Regions from separate parts of the Mus musculus genome. Here all the other regions are linked to region 1. The links are chromatin contacts, called in public HiCAR-type and HiChIP or PLAC-seq maps. All regions are on one chromosome and are shown on one strand. The core of a region is the stretch at or near the end of the contact, and the rest is flanking DNA. Distances in the headings are between cores, read along the strand shown. Region 1 overlaps Nek6 (NIMA (never in mitosis gene a)-related expressed kinase 6). Region 2 has its middle 8.7 kb from the start of Crb2. Region 3 overlaps Crb2 (crumbs family member 2).

The links. HiCAR-type assays count read pairs that join an accessible place to other places. HiChIP or PLAC-seq counts read pairs in DNA pulled down with a chosen protein or histone mark.
Region 2: a HiCAR-type map of embryonic stem cells shows a contact between it and region 1, with 3 times the contacts expected there. The contact joins two enhancer-like sites. A contact is called at or near these places in 1 of 115 datasets of contacts at active chromatin or transcription factors (embryonic stem cells) and 1 of 9 other capture datasets (embryonic stem cells).
Region 3: an HNF4G HiChIP or PLAC-seq map of pancreatic cancer cells shows a contact between it and region 1. The contact joins two enhancer-like sites. A contact is called at or near these places in 2 of 39 promoter capture datasets (hippocampal neurons and liver), 2 of 115 datasets of contacts at active chromatin or transcription factors (extraembryonic endoderm stem cells and pancreatic cancer cells) and 2 of 9 other capture datasets (adipose tissue and embryonic stem cells).

What each region holds. Positions count from the first base shown.
Region 1 is chr2:38,544,246-38,548,722 of GRCm38.p6, forward strand. The region is part of intron 1 of Nek6 (NIMA (never in mitosis gene a)-related expressed kinase 6); the gene reads left to right. Among named protein-coding and RNA genes, the nearest start is that of Gm35808, 13 kb to the left of the region's middle. Within about 2 kb of position 2,111, at least 160 of the 459 cell types and tissues checked have an H3K27ac peak or open chromatin away from gene starts, as enhancers often do. A contact at or near this core is called in embryonic stem cells and pancreatic cancer cells, where this site is marked.
Region 2 is chr2:37,765,301-37,769,777 of GRCm38.p6, forward strand. No RefSeq gene overlaps it. Among named protein-coding and RNA genes, the nearest start is that of Crb2, 8.7 kb to the right of the region's middle. Within about 2 kb of position 1,846, at least 87 of the 459 cell types and tissues checked have an H3K27ac peak or open chromatin away from gene starts, as enhancers often do. A contact at or near this core is called in embryonic stem cells, where this site is marked.
Region 3 is chr2:37,781,934-37,786,410 of GRCm38.p6, forward strand. Crb2 (crumbs family member 2) reads left to right here. Exons shown (of 13, transcript NM_001163566.1): 2 at 1,267-1,590. Among named protein-coding and RNA genes, the nearest start is that of Crb2, 7.9 kb to the left of the region's middle. Within about 2 kb of position 2,713, at least 32 of the 459 cell types and tissues checked have an H3K27ac peak or open chromatin away from gene starts, as enhancers often do. A contact at or near this core is called in pancreatic cancer cells, where this site is marked.

The DNA of each region.
Region 1 (4,477 bases), core at 861-3,360:
GCTGGCTACCATCCTTGTCTCAGGGAACGAATCAGAGTAGAAGACACTGGAAGGAAGGCCTCCTCTGGTCTCTGGATATGTGTACACAATCTGCATACCAGAAGACACACAAAAATCAGTGGTAGGGCCAAGGATGTTGGGGACTACAGGATCTGGGAAGGGTTATGTCTAGGAGGGGACCTGAGGGAGGGAGACTTAGGGAGACAAAATCTACAAGACCACTCAGGCCTGTGAGGGAAGGTGAAGCTTGGGTGGAGCCTAGTTCTGGCTGAGATGGGGACAAAGAAAGGGCAGGCCTTAAGCTAGTTTGAGCAGTGTCTGTGAGGGTGTGGCTGGGTCTAGAGTACCTCAGAAGAATCCTAGGCTTGCAGGAGGAACATAAAGGTAGTACATTGGGCAGGGATGCAAGGAGGGAATAGGTAAGGGAAAGGGAGGGGAGAGGAGAAGAAAGTGGGAAACCCTGTGCTCTAGGAAACTGGCTCCATGTCTCTCAAGCCCACCTTAGGGTGGCCCTCACTGCGTGAGAAAGAGGCCCGTGTCGGACCTCATTGTGACATGCTTTCAGAGAAGCCAGGTGTCCACTGACCATGGAGCTACAGAGTCTGAGTATGTGTGGTCTGGAGGGAAGAGATTCTGAAGGGTTAGAGGGACACAGGACCAGTCTGGAAACCAGACTCCATCTGTGTCTTTTCTAGCCTAACCAGCTCTCAGAATTCTGGCCTGAGCTCTGACTGTTTCCTGTCAAGTGAAAACCCAATAACATCTGCTTAACCGGAGAAGGGAAGGGGCACCAGCTGGGAGAATGCACTTTGCCATAGCTACATCCTGGGGTTGGACTCGTTCAGTCAATCCTTGCGTGCATTTGTGTGCTCTTCCAAGGCTGTGCGGATGGACGTAGGAAGACTTGGTTTCAAGTGTCAGTTGATTCTGTTGCCGTCAGTGTAACTTTGGACTGTCACTCAACCAACCTGACTTTCATTTCCTCCTCTGCATGTGGATTTTAGCAGTCACATGGAGTATACCTAGTACCAACCAAGCTACTATCAAGTTCCCCAATAACTGGTCCATATGTCATGCACTCCAGTTTGCCTCTCACCAGCTGGCCTTCTTCCTTGCTTTGAGAAGCTGGTCAGGTGGTACCCTGGTCACTTTGTAGGGTTACTTTGACAAGTCATGGTCTTTTTTGGAGCCTCAGTTTCTCATCTGCACAGTGGGGCAATGGCACCTCATCTTAGGAGAGGGTAAAGACCTGTGGATGTTGGCTAATGATGACGCTGTATAAGCTTGACCCCATAAGTGGCCAGGAGCTGGGACCTGCTATGTCTCCTTGCTTGGCCTTGGGCCTCCAACTCTAGGCTGCCCTTTGGGTAGTGGGCACCCAAACTAGGTTTCTGTCATTAGGATCTAGGTAGACACATCTGCTCTGGGCACAGTCATCTCTCACAGAGACAGTGTCTAGGACCCACCAGCCTTGTGAGGGTCAATAAAGGTAGATAAAGGTAGAACTTACCCCAAGATTAAGTCCCCAGAAGTTGGGAGGCAAGTCTCAGGTGGCAGTCCTGGGAAAAAGGCCAATTGGAACTTCAAATCCAACCTAGTTCAGCCTCCAGCCTCCTCTGTTTCCCTAGGTTCCTGCCATGTGAGAGAGAGCTTAGTTCAAGGCCAGGCAGAGTGGGCACAGTTCACATGAAGGAAGACATATGCAGTATGACTTTGGGCAAGTGTGTGTCCCTGACTGAACCTCAGCCCCCATGGATACCATTAGTGCAGGCACTTACCCTCCATTACTCTGTGAGCATTGCATAAATAATGCTCACAGTGGCCAGAACTTCTGACACTTTCCACTGAATGTATGACCCACCAAGATACTCTCAGAGGTCCATCTGCTTGTTCACCCGGCTGCCATGTTAGGAAACAGGCTCTCGTTGTAGGAAAATGGGGTAACATTTTAGCTCAGCAATCAAGCTCTCTAGCATGTCCCTCTTGAACCCTACATTGTTCCAGGGTCATCTCTGGCTGCCTGGTGCACACGTCACAGCTCTTTGTTGCTCTCTACACCAAAGCCAGGAGCCTAGGTGAGAGGTCACATGGTGTGTGCACACGGCACAGCACCTCAGAGCACAAGCATTTGCTCGGATTCAGAGGAAAAGCAGTCTGAGATGGTTCGGCGAGGCCTGTGGCTCTGGGTCACATTCCACAGATTTTTGACCCCTGGCTTGGGCTTGGCAGCCACTGACTCATTGTTGTGCAGCTTGGCAGGGGCTGGAGGATCCCGGAATCCCCAGGGTGACTGGGCCAGGAGACTCCCCATATTACTCAAAGCCTGTACCTCTGCTCTGTCCCTGCACTCCATGTCTCCCTCCAGATGCCCTTACCTGCATCTGACTCTGGAGGAAGCCGGGTTTTTGTAGAAATGTGCAGTGTGCGGAGGTTGGGTATTACAGAATGCAGCTCTCCTTAAGTCCTGCTCTGCCGTGACTCCCTGGGGACCAAAAGCCCTGAAAGGAGGGACACTGAAGTCTGGACCCAAATTCTCATCTGTGGCTTACTGGGCATATGGCTTTGAGCCTCAGTTCCCCTACCTATTATGAGTTTCCCCAAAGCCTTGAAGACGCGGACCCATTAAGAAGGGCCCTCCCCCATTCTCTGCTGGACTCCTTCCATCTGCAACATTCCCCTTGGTGCTTGTCAGGCTGGGCTGTCTTCTTCTCCACCCTGGGGAGCTCTGCATGGCAGGTGTTACTGGGTTCTGCGTGGGTCTGCGTGTCACTGATTGGATGCCCGGGATGGGGGTGGAGGGGGGGGATTGCTAGAAGAGATAAATGTGGACAGCAGCTGGGTGTGATCTGGAACACAGTGCCTCTGCAGGTTCTGCCCAGTGGCCTGTGTTGGACCAAAGACCCCTTGTGACCACTGGCCCTAAGGGTGCTCCACAGCCCCCAGACTTGCGCACTGGCCCTACATCATGGCTCTTGCGTGGAGACAGGGCTCAGTCTACAGAGTGCCACTGAAAAAGATGACAGTGTGATAGCCTCAGGAAAGGATGCCACCTTAGGTCTAAATCTTGGCCTCACTGCTTGTCCATGCGAGCCTTTCAACCTCCTCGTGCCTCATTTGCTCAGTGGCCCAATTGCAGCCTCTAGCTCATGAGGTCACGTTAAAGTATACAGGATGAAGGGCGTATTAAGGGCCCATGCAACAATTGTCATTGTTATCTGTTACTTCAGAGGTGGCTTGGGCCCCCTGTCATAGTCCTGGCACCCCAAGTAAGGTCCATATAGCTGTTTGGAGGTCTGATCCAGGAGGGGCATGGCCTTCCTAAAGAGCTGCCAGGCAGCTCAGTGAGATTTGCCCAAGGTCCCAGTTAGTTTGTGAAAGAGTGCAGATTCACACGCAGTCCACCCCACCCCACCCCACCCCACCCCCAGTCCTCAGCCCCAAACACCTGAGGGCTGGAGGCAGAATGAGAGAAGGGGAATTCAGAGACAGAGTCCAGTCAGTCAGGTAGGCAGAACAGATAACATGAATGCCCAGGACAGGGCAGCCTGTAGGCCCATTCTGGAGCCTTCTAAGATGAAGATGGAACCTTCTCCTGAAGACAGTTCTCCATCTTTTTCCCAGAGGTCCCCCTAAGGGCAGAGGACGGTGAACATGTCACCCTGAGGGATGTGGAGGGTGTTGGCCGCATCAGCTGCTAAGCCTGCGGGAGCCTCTGGCTTCCTCTTCAAATTCATGCGCATTTTACATCGGGCTCACTCTTATGCCCAGTTTGTTGTCACAGGCTTTCCCCCTGAGTAACAACAGTGCCTGAGGAAGCTTCTCCGTGCTTATCTGTTTATCCTGGGGCTTTTTGTACCCAGCTCCTCCACCATGTCACTCTGGGGGGCGGGGGGAGACGGGAGGGATGCTGTAGTTGGTTACTCAGCCAGACCGTGAGAAGATGGAAGATTCTGAGAGCATCTGGGCCCATTTGCATCCCCTGTAAGGCCTGCACAGAGGGACTCAGGGAGGGAGAGACCTGCCCTGATGCAGTGTACCCTCAGTCAGAGACTACGTATGTGTATCTCCACACGTGAGGTTAAGCCACATCAAAGGTGGTTAATGTCACAGACAGTAGAAATCCACATGAGCTGTGCTGGGCTTGGCAGAGGACCTGTGGCCTCACTTTCTGTTTTTGATTTTATGCACTGTGGAATAGATAAATGCCTCAAAGATCAGTGAGGGGCTGGGGAGAAACATGAGGACCTGAGTTCAATCCCTGGCAACCAAATACAAAGAAGGGAAGGTTTTGATGAGTACACCATGTCGACCTCTGCCATGTACTTGCACACACATGTACGCATCCACACACATGCACACACACACACACACACACACACACACACACACATTTGCGCCCACTCAGAGACAGTGGAGGTTAAGGGCTGCCAGGGGCACAGGAACAATGACGCTGGAGGCCAGGGTGCCTGCTGTAGTG
Region 2 (4,477 bases), core at 596-3,095, 780 kb before region 1:
GCATATATATTTTTACATTCTCCACCGTCGCACATGGTTCCTCGCAGTGGCTGAGAAGCAGCGGGGGTGGAGGGTGGGGCGAATCGATGCCGAGCTCCCCAGCTTCGCAAGTGTAGGAGGTGGCGACAGATGGCCCAGGACATTACCCAGGGACCTGAGAGCTCAGCCTGGGTCACTTCTCTCCCATCTCAGACATGGCTTCCCAAAGCCCTGCCTAGAGTTCAGTCTCCTTTAATGTGATTTCAGGCCCACCACTGCGGTTGGTTCTCTTTGTTCCCCACAGGGAAGCCACTTTCTTTTGTGAACGGTCAGCCTTCAGAGGGAAAGCCAGTTGGACTTAGTTCTATGAGTCTGTGCTGTTTGACCCTGGGTAGGTCCCTTGTTTTCTCTGAACCATGAGATTCCCTAATTCCAACCACGCAACTAAGGGAGAGATTTCATGTAACTTCACCCAGCTGCCTGGAGTTACCTTCCAATCCCCTCTCTTTCTCCACCCAGAGAAGTCAGTCAGGGACCATCTTTCCTGAGAGACTCCAAGGTCAGCTCTCAGTCACTGGTCACCGACCCTCTCCTGGAAGGTCCTGGTGGAGCTTTTGGTCGGTATGAGGACAGTTGTTCCTTCAATACCAAGCTTTGTGTGTCTGACTCGTCCCCATCTGTTCCTGAGTGGCATGGGCATTGTCCCCCACATCTACACCAATGAAACCAGTGCAGGAGGGGACTCAGCTTCTCTCAGATATCAGAGCCATGACTTCAGAATGAGTCCTTTGGTGTCAACCCTGTGCACACCAACCCTCCGCAGTTTCAGGCCCAGTGTCTCCTGACCAATGCTCCACCCTTCCTGTTCATACAGCCCTGCGTTCCCAGACTCTAACTTCCTCCGGGGCCAGCCCCTGGTATCTGAGCCCAGGGTCCCGTTCCCCTTCCTGCCTGGACTCAGGCCCTCAAAGCTGGCTGTACGGTACAACCCTGATCCTGACTGACTGCAGTGGGTGTGGCTGGCCAGCTAGGGCACTGTTTCTAGGCAACAGCCTGGCAAAGAAGCTGGAAATCTCCTTGAGGGGAAAGACAAGGGGGCTTTTCCTTGGGAGCTAGAGATAGAGGGACGGAAGGAGGGAGGGAGGGAGGGAGGGAGGGAGGAAGGAAGGGAGGGGGAAGGGCAACCTCATCTGATCTCACACCCCACTCTCCATGCCCTCACCCCTCACCCACTCTTCCACCCATTGGTTCCCGGCCTGAGGTACAGGTGTGCCTCTCGCCCGAGACATCTCAGGTTCCCCAACCTGGCACGGATGCTCAGCACCTGGGCTTTTCTCTCCTGGTGCTGATTTGTTTGCAGTGCTTCCTTCTTCTGTGGGGACAGAGCCCATGAGCTCTTGGGACAAGCAAAACTTCAAGGAGCCACCTCAGATCCTGCCTCTATCCATGTCTGATCACTTCACAGACCCGACAAGGGAGTGACCCAGGGTGGGCTGAGGAACCAAGCACCACGAGTTTATGTTCTGATCCTTCACTTAATGCTGCCTCCCCTGGCAATGGAATTAGTGTCTGGCCTCGCTTTTACAGCCTGTATAATGGGATCAAGCGAAAGTGACTTTCTTGGATGAGACCCTGTGTCTAGCCAACCCTCCTTCTAGGCACATGGTTGGCTAGTGACACAGGAATTCATTGTTGTGACCAGTGTAGGGTGGGAACTGATCCCCCCTCAGCCCCCCCCCCAAAGCCATGAAATCCCCATGCACCCACCCTGCGTCTCCCCCTTTTTCTCTTCCACTCTTCCTTCCTGGTCTGCCTGCTGTTCCCTCCTCCAGCCGTCTGCTCCTGCTGTCGCTCCTCCGGAAATAACTGCATTCCTTATTTCTCCTGGAAGCTTCAGGCACCGGCTGGCTGGCTCCCAAAGAGGACTCTCCAGGGGCAGACTTTCAAAGATCCCCTCCTACTTAACCCCTGCTCCAGCCACACACCCGTGGACCCCAACTCCTTGCAAAGGTCACATGAGCTGCATGCAGCTGCAGCAAGCCAGCTGGCTCCCTAGATGACTCTTACCAATTTTTTTTTTTAAGAAGCCGCTGTATCTGGAGGCCAAGCCCATGGGCTGTCTCTGCTGTGTTTCTGCTCACAGTGCCTTGGGGCCCGGAGAGCACCCCCAGGGGAGACAGTCTTTGTTATGCTGAAGACATCCGGCAGCCTCTCCAGGCACTTAGCATACACTGCATTCAGTTTTGTGGGCATGTTTGTTTAACGATTGGCTCCCTTGGTTGTCCCAACACAACTCTGCCTCTGCAATCGCAAGCCCATGGTGGGCAGGTAGTTGGGTGGAAAAGTGGTCATGCAGATTAATGGGTGGATGGATGGAGTATCAGGGGGGAGATGGTCTTCGTTCTTCCACTGATATGGACAGATGTTGGAGGCAAATAGCTAGAGTTCTGGAAAAAAGTAGGATCCTCTTTCTAGGCCTCGGTTTCAGTGCTTACAGTAAGTAGCCATGCTTGGCGACAGCCAAGTGATCTTGCCCAGGCATTCCTGGGAGAAATGGTGACTTGCCTGAGGCTGAGGCTGGCCACTTCTACAGACTAGATGGTTTGGTTACCATGACCTGCCACTCTTCCTCTTTACCTCCCCTGTTGCCCAGGACCTGCTCCGGAGCATGGCCTGTGGAGACCCACCACAGCCTGGGCCTTAGGGCCATGGGTGGGTGGGTGGAGCCCAGGAAGAGAGCTGATTGGCTAGTGCTGAAGCAGAAAGGTGAATTATCTGTCCCTGGTCATTTCCTCACCTGAGGATGTTGGGACAGAGCCCCAGGGGCTCTCCTGAGGGACTGCAGGGTCTCACACCAGTACTTAGCACACAATGTGGCAGCTATGAAGCTTCTCCTAACCCTCCTCCGCTCTGATTTGCGTGGTTCTCCCAGCTAAGCAACCCACTGAGGTATTTCTGGAAAAGTCATCTGAGTGCCTTGAGGTCCTGAGACTAACTTCCTGACTGGCTGTTGGTTTGTCTGCTGCAGCTCTGACTCAGCCAGACTCTGCATCCTCTTTCCCCAGGTTACCACCTCTGCATCCCCTGGCACCAGTGGCCTCAGCATCCCACGGGAGGTCTGGGCTCTATCTGAACAGGATCGAGGCTCAGTCCACCTGGGAGGAGAATTGGGCTCCACTTTGAACCAGGATTAGTGATCAGGATTAGGGTCTATTTTGAGTCAAGAGGAGGCATGTTTTCAATGTAGGTCTTGTGGCCTGTGCCCTCAGAAGAGGGCCTGAAAGGAAGGGGCAAAGAAGGCAGAAAATATTGGTCTACCTTACAAGGGTCCTGGGAGCTGTGCCTTGCAAGTGAGGGAGGCTGGCCGTTCTTGCTCAGTATTGGTTATGCACTGGCCACCAGCTGTCCCTAGCAAAGTCCCAACCTCACTGGGCCTTGCTGGTCAGCATTTCCAGCAGCTCTTTCCTAGACATGGGTTCTGTGCCACTGTGTTCGTTCCATCCCTCTTAGGGTTCTGCCTCACACCTGGGACACTGGGCATCCTGATAGGACAGAACTCCAGTCCCTAGTGTCTAACAAGGGTTTTGGCCAGACATCATAAGCCCAAAAAGAAAAGCCCAGAGTAGGCTGGCCATTCAACCTTCCTAAGAAGCCCCAAGAGGGCAGGCTACATGCCTGGCTTCACACAGCTGCAGGCTGACCCAGATGGAAGCCCAACTGGCTGAGTCCCGAGTCCTGTGCACTCTTAACTGCGGGCAGTGAGCTTATTAGAAAGCACAGGCCTGAGGGGAGGAACAACCCCCACCCCCTAGTTCCCAGAGCAGGAACAGGGTACAGGCACAGGGCCCTGGCACCCACCAACTCCAGCCTCTCTGGCCAGCCCACCAGGCATGCTGCCCAGGAGAGGGAGTGGTATGTTGTGGGCAGGCAACCCTTCTTGGGTAATGAGGCCCAGCCTGTGGTTTGCAGGCCTTACAATGTGAATAATTCATTTGCAACCAAGTCTGGGAATTAGAAACCCATCCTAGATGATTTATTTAGCAGGGGGCCCGCTTCTAGGGAGAGGGGAGGAGGGCTTTGAACTATAAAAGGGAAGCATAAGTCTCCTAGCTGGATTTAAAGAGACAGACAGGCCTGGCTTTCCAACCCCAGCTCTGACTCCCTCCATCTGTGTGACCTTGAACACGAGCCTGGACTCTGTGCCTCAGTTTCTGTGGCTGTGAAATGGAGGACCCCTGCAACTGTAGCTGGGTTGTAAGTTTGTCCCGTGCACAAAGGAACACTTATATATAATAATGTGACTTGATTTAACCAACCATGTACTTTGTGGCCTGCCCCATGCTAAGAGATTACATACAGTGTTCCAAATTAGGAAACTGAGGCTCAGGCAAGGATCCTAATGGCCGCTGATGGACATTAGGACCATCCGAGGCAGATAAAGGCAAACTAACTGGGAGGAGTCCTCAGCCCAAACAGATGACAAAGTTTTCATTTTGCC
Region 3 (4,477 bases), core at 1,463-3,962, 760 kb before region 1:
GCTCCAAGTGTGTAGACCCTGGTCAGGTATGTAGGTTCAAGTCACTATACCTGCTTTGCTTCAGGTATTTGCTTGTGGGGGATGGTGTGAGTGTAGGGATCCTCTGGAAGTCCTCAGGCAAGCTGGCAAGAAGGAGGGACCAGGATGGGTTTAGGAGTGAGAGAGGCTGAGCCAGGTCCTGCCTTTGAAGTCGCCCATTCTTTTCCCGGGGCTGAGATCAGAGTCTCAGGTTTCAGTGAGGGATGGAGTTACCAGACCCCCAGCGGGGGGTTGAGGGGGATGGAAGCTACCCCCTCCTTAGATCCTCCACCCCACTTCAGGCTGCTGAGGGGACACAGGCCTGTAGAATGGAAAGGCCTGGCGAGCAGCGGGAACAACCTGGCATTGCCGGCTATTCCTTGTTAATTTATCCTGTGATGTCAGCACGTCTTTACTTCCTTGAGCCTCTATTGCTTGTCTGTAAAGAGAATATAGGACAGTCCAAGCCTCCTAAGGGTACTGCAGGAGGGTTACCAGAGAGCTTGGGCAGTATTTGTTAGGAAATACTGTCACAGGGGAACCACTCACTCAGTCCACTATCTCTGCTCTATAGATACAACAACAACAACAACAACAACAACAACAAAAATGTCCTCAAGGGCTCAGGTTGTAGCCCAGTCCAGAAAATGGTTGCCTTTCACCAAGGAAACCCTGGGCTTGATTCTCCAGTACTCCATAGGCTTGGATTGGTAGGGTATGCCTATAATCCTGACACTTGGGAGCTGAAGCAGGAGGATCACAAGTTTAAGGTCATCCTTGGATATATAACAAGTATATCTTGATCCAAGATCAGCTTGGACTATAAGATAGTCCTCAAAAATAAGCACAAAAATAAGTAAATAAATCCTCCTCGGGCTGGCAAGATGGCTCAGCGGGTAAGAGCACTGACTGCTCTTCCAAAGGTTCTGAGTTTGAATCCCAGCAACCACGTGGTGGCTCACAACCAACCACCCGTAATGAGATCTTGAGATCTGATGCCCTCTTCTGGTGTGTCTGAAGTCAGCTACAGTGTACTTATGTATAATAATAATTTAAAAAATCTTAAAAAAAAAAACATCTCCGTTTCAGGTGTAGATATCTTCATTAGTAATCAGCTTGCAGATGCCCTTGGTGTGCACACAGGTTCTTGAACATGGACAGACCTGTGTTAGACTTGTGGCTATCAGTAGGGGAAGAGTGTATCCTGCAGACCCTGCCCATATTGCCAAGTTGCTTTCTGTTTTACAGGGCTGGTTCCTCCAGAGACTCCAAGTGTCTGTGCCTCAGACCCATGTGCTCCAGGGACCAAGTGCCAGGCTACAGAAAGTGGTGGCTATACCTGTGAGCCCTCAGAGCTTGGAGGCTGTGCTACTCAGCCATGCCACCACGGGGCACTGTGTGTGCCCCAGGGCCCAGATCCTAACAGCTTCCGTTGCTACTGTGTGCCTGGATTCCAGGGACCCCACTGTGAACTGGACATCGATGAGTGTGCGTCCCGGCCTTGCCAGCATGGGGGCACCTGCCAAAATCTGGCAGATCACTACGAGTGCCACTGTCCCCTGGGATATGCAGGTACTGGTCACCTTGGAGGACTGGACCACGGATGGGCAAGGGGCCCATCGGTCAAGTCCCGGAATGCTCCAGCTGGCTGGCAGCTTTGTTAACCACTCTTGGGTTGGCTGCACAGCTGACATTTCTTGGGTTAATCTGGCAGGTGGGATCAGTACTTGTATGTTTGTGTGTTAATGTGGGGCCCCGCACATAGCAATTACTTGACAAATATTGCTTTTTGTCCCTGCCACAGAACTGAGTGTGGTCCCCACTGGAGATGGGGAATGAGCCTCATGCATCCCTTGCAGGGCACACCTGCCTGGTTTGGCTTTCTGGAGGATGCCCAGAGGGTTATCTCTAGCATTCCTTCAGTCTAGACATGTGTCAAGCTGCCGTGTATTCCCTGTATGGCTCACCTGATGGGCCCTGGCAAGGCTCAGGATGTAATTTGGACCTCAGTCCTCTGGGCATCCTGAATTCTAGCCCACTGGGATTCTTTCCTGTTTGTGATGGGGAATGAGTCCCTCGCCATCCTTGTTCCCAAGAGAGGAATGATGTAGACACACATGCTCAGAAGCACGACCGGCATGGACACACATGTCTCTCTCTTCCAGGGGACACCTCACCCCGGTCACTTCCTACTCCTACATCTGCTTTCTAGAGCTGCCTCATGTCAGGAGGGAGGGGACAGCTGGGGACAGATCTTCAAAGGATGTTTAATTTAGTGCAGTCTGGAATCTGCAGTATAGACACTGGGATCTCCACCAACCCTGAATTCAGGCATTGCTCTCAAACCGTGAGGCAGTTTCAAGTTCCCTCTGAGCAAATGATACAGACTGGGGGGCAAGTTCAGGAAGGACATGGAGGGATGAGATGGCACCGTGGGATGAGAGTTGGTTAAGACACCGGTCTCTGCATCTTTGCCCTCTTGGTATCTGAATATCTGTGCAGGTGAGACTTCTTGTCCCAGCCATTTGCATATATATGGTTGCTCTAAGGGTGCTCTGAGTCCTTGCTTGTGTCATAATCGGTGTATGCTTCTGTGGGAATTGTCTGTGTGTCTGTCAGCAGGCAAGTGAGCACTGTCTATGCAGCAGTCCTCCGAATGTGATGTGAGCAGGCAGCTTTGCGTGACTCATTTCCCTCCTGCTCCCAGCAGGGTGGGGGAGTTGGGATTCCAGGCCGCCTGGGCCTGGCTCTCCCTGGCACAGAGGATAGGAGTGGGGCAGGAGGGTCATGGGAAGGAGGAGTCCTGGGGCTGGCTGGACAGGGAAGTAGGGAGGGCTCCAGCTGGGGTCAGCTGGCTCCTGAGCCCCCATGACAAAACCTACTTAGGTGGCAGGGGAAAGGCTGTGGACGCCTACACTGACAGGACCTGCCTCATAAATCCCCACACCTGGAGATTCTCCATCTCCCTCTGTCTCTACCCCTATCCAGGGGAGGGCCAACATGTACTCTGGGTTTCCCCAGAGGCATGGGAATTCCTAGGTAGAACCAGAAACTTCCAGTTTTAAAAAAATTATTATTATTATTATTATTATTATTATTATTATTATATGTAAGTACACTGTAGCTGTCTTCAGACACTCCAGAAGAGGGCATCAGATTTTGTTACGGATGGTTGTGAGCCACCATGTGGCTGCTGGGATTTGAACTCAGGACCTTTGGAAGAGCAGTCGGTGCTTTTATCCGCTGAGCCATCTCTCCAGCCCCCTGAACTTCCAGTTTTAAAGTCAAGACAGCATAGGGATTGGTGACCCTACTCCAGTGTGTCCTGTCCAGAGTGGCCCTCTTCTGTGGGGTTCCTTCCTCACATCCTTCTCCAAGCTACCAGTGATCTTCTGAACCGCACTGCTGAGCTCCTAGGTTGGTTGCCCTTTTCATTGCTGTGGTTAAATACTTAACAAGAAGTAAGTAAAGCAAGGACGGGTATACTTGTGGGGATGTTGTCCGTCATAAGGAAGAGTCACCTGGTCACATTGTGTCCTCTGAGGCTGGCGCTCTGACTGCTGTCTTCCTTTTGTTTGTTTGTTTTTCCCCCTGCTTGTATTCAATCCAGGACCTCAGTCCTGGGGATGGTGCTCCCCAGACTCAGGGTGGATCCTCTTTCTTCAGTCGAACCCCCCTGTAAACTCCCTTACAGATATAGCCAGAGGTCTCTCCTCTGGAGGGTTCCAAATCTGGTCAAGGTGGCTGACCATAAAGATCCACTATTATTATCCCTACCAACAGCTTAATTTTAAAAAAATATTTAATTATGTCATGTGTATGCGGGTACTAGAAGAGGCACCCGGGTGAGAGGATTCTAGAAATGCTATCTGAACATCTTCACGAAAGCTAAACCAAGCAGGTCTGCTCTTAGGGTAGGTGTGAACTGCTTAAAGCGGGTGCTGGGAACGGAGCTCTGGTCCTCTGGAAGAGCAGGAAGCTCTCTTTAGAGATGAGCCCTCTCCAGGCCCCAAACCTGACCTTTCTTGATGGGCAGAAGTCTGATTGGGCTCTAGTACCTGATGCCCTCACGCCTTTCTCCGCCACTCTCCCCAGGTTCTGTCTTTTCTCCATCTTTCCCCCAGGGCATTATGCCTCTGCCTCAAGAGGGATGCCACCAACTGTCATCACTGGCCTTATTCAGCTTTCAAAAAGCTGTTCCTGAAGAAGCCTGTTCCCAGCACCCTAGAACAGACCTTGGCTCCTGCCCTAACAGGATCTAGCTGTCTCTCTTATTGAGGTCAACATTATTAAACAGTAGCCTTTTCCGGACCCACCCCGCGGTGGGACTGTCAGGGCAAGGAGGGTCTTCTTGTTTCTTTCTGGTCTATGGACAGCATTTCCTCTGAAAGAGCGGAACATATGGGTAACTGGAGCAGACTGGGGCTGCTGGTTGGGCCCCTTTTGCCCCTCTAGATGT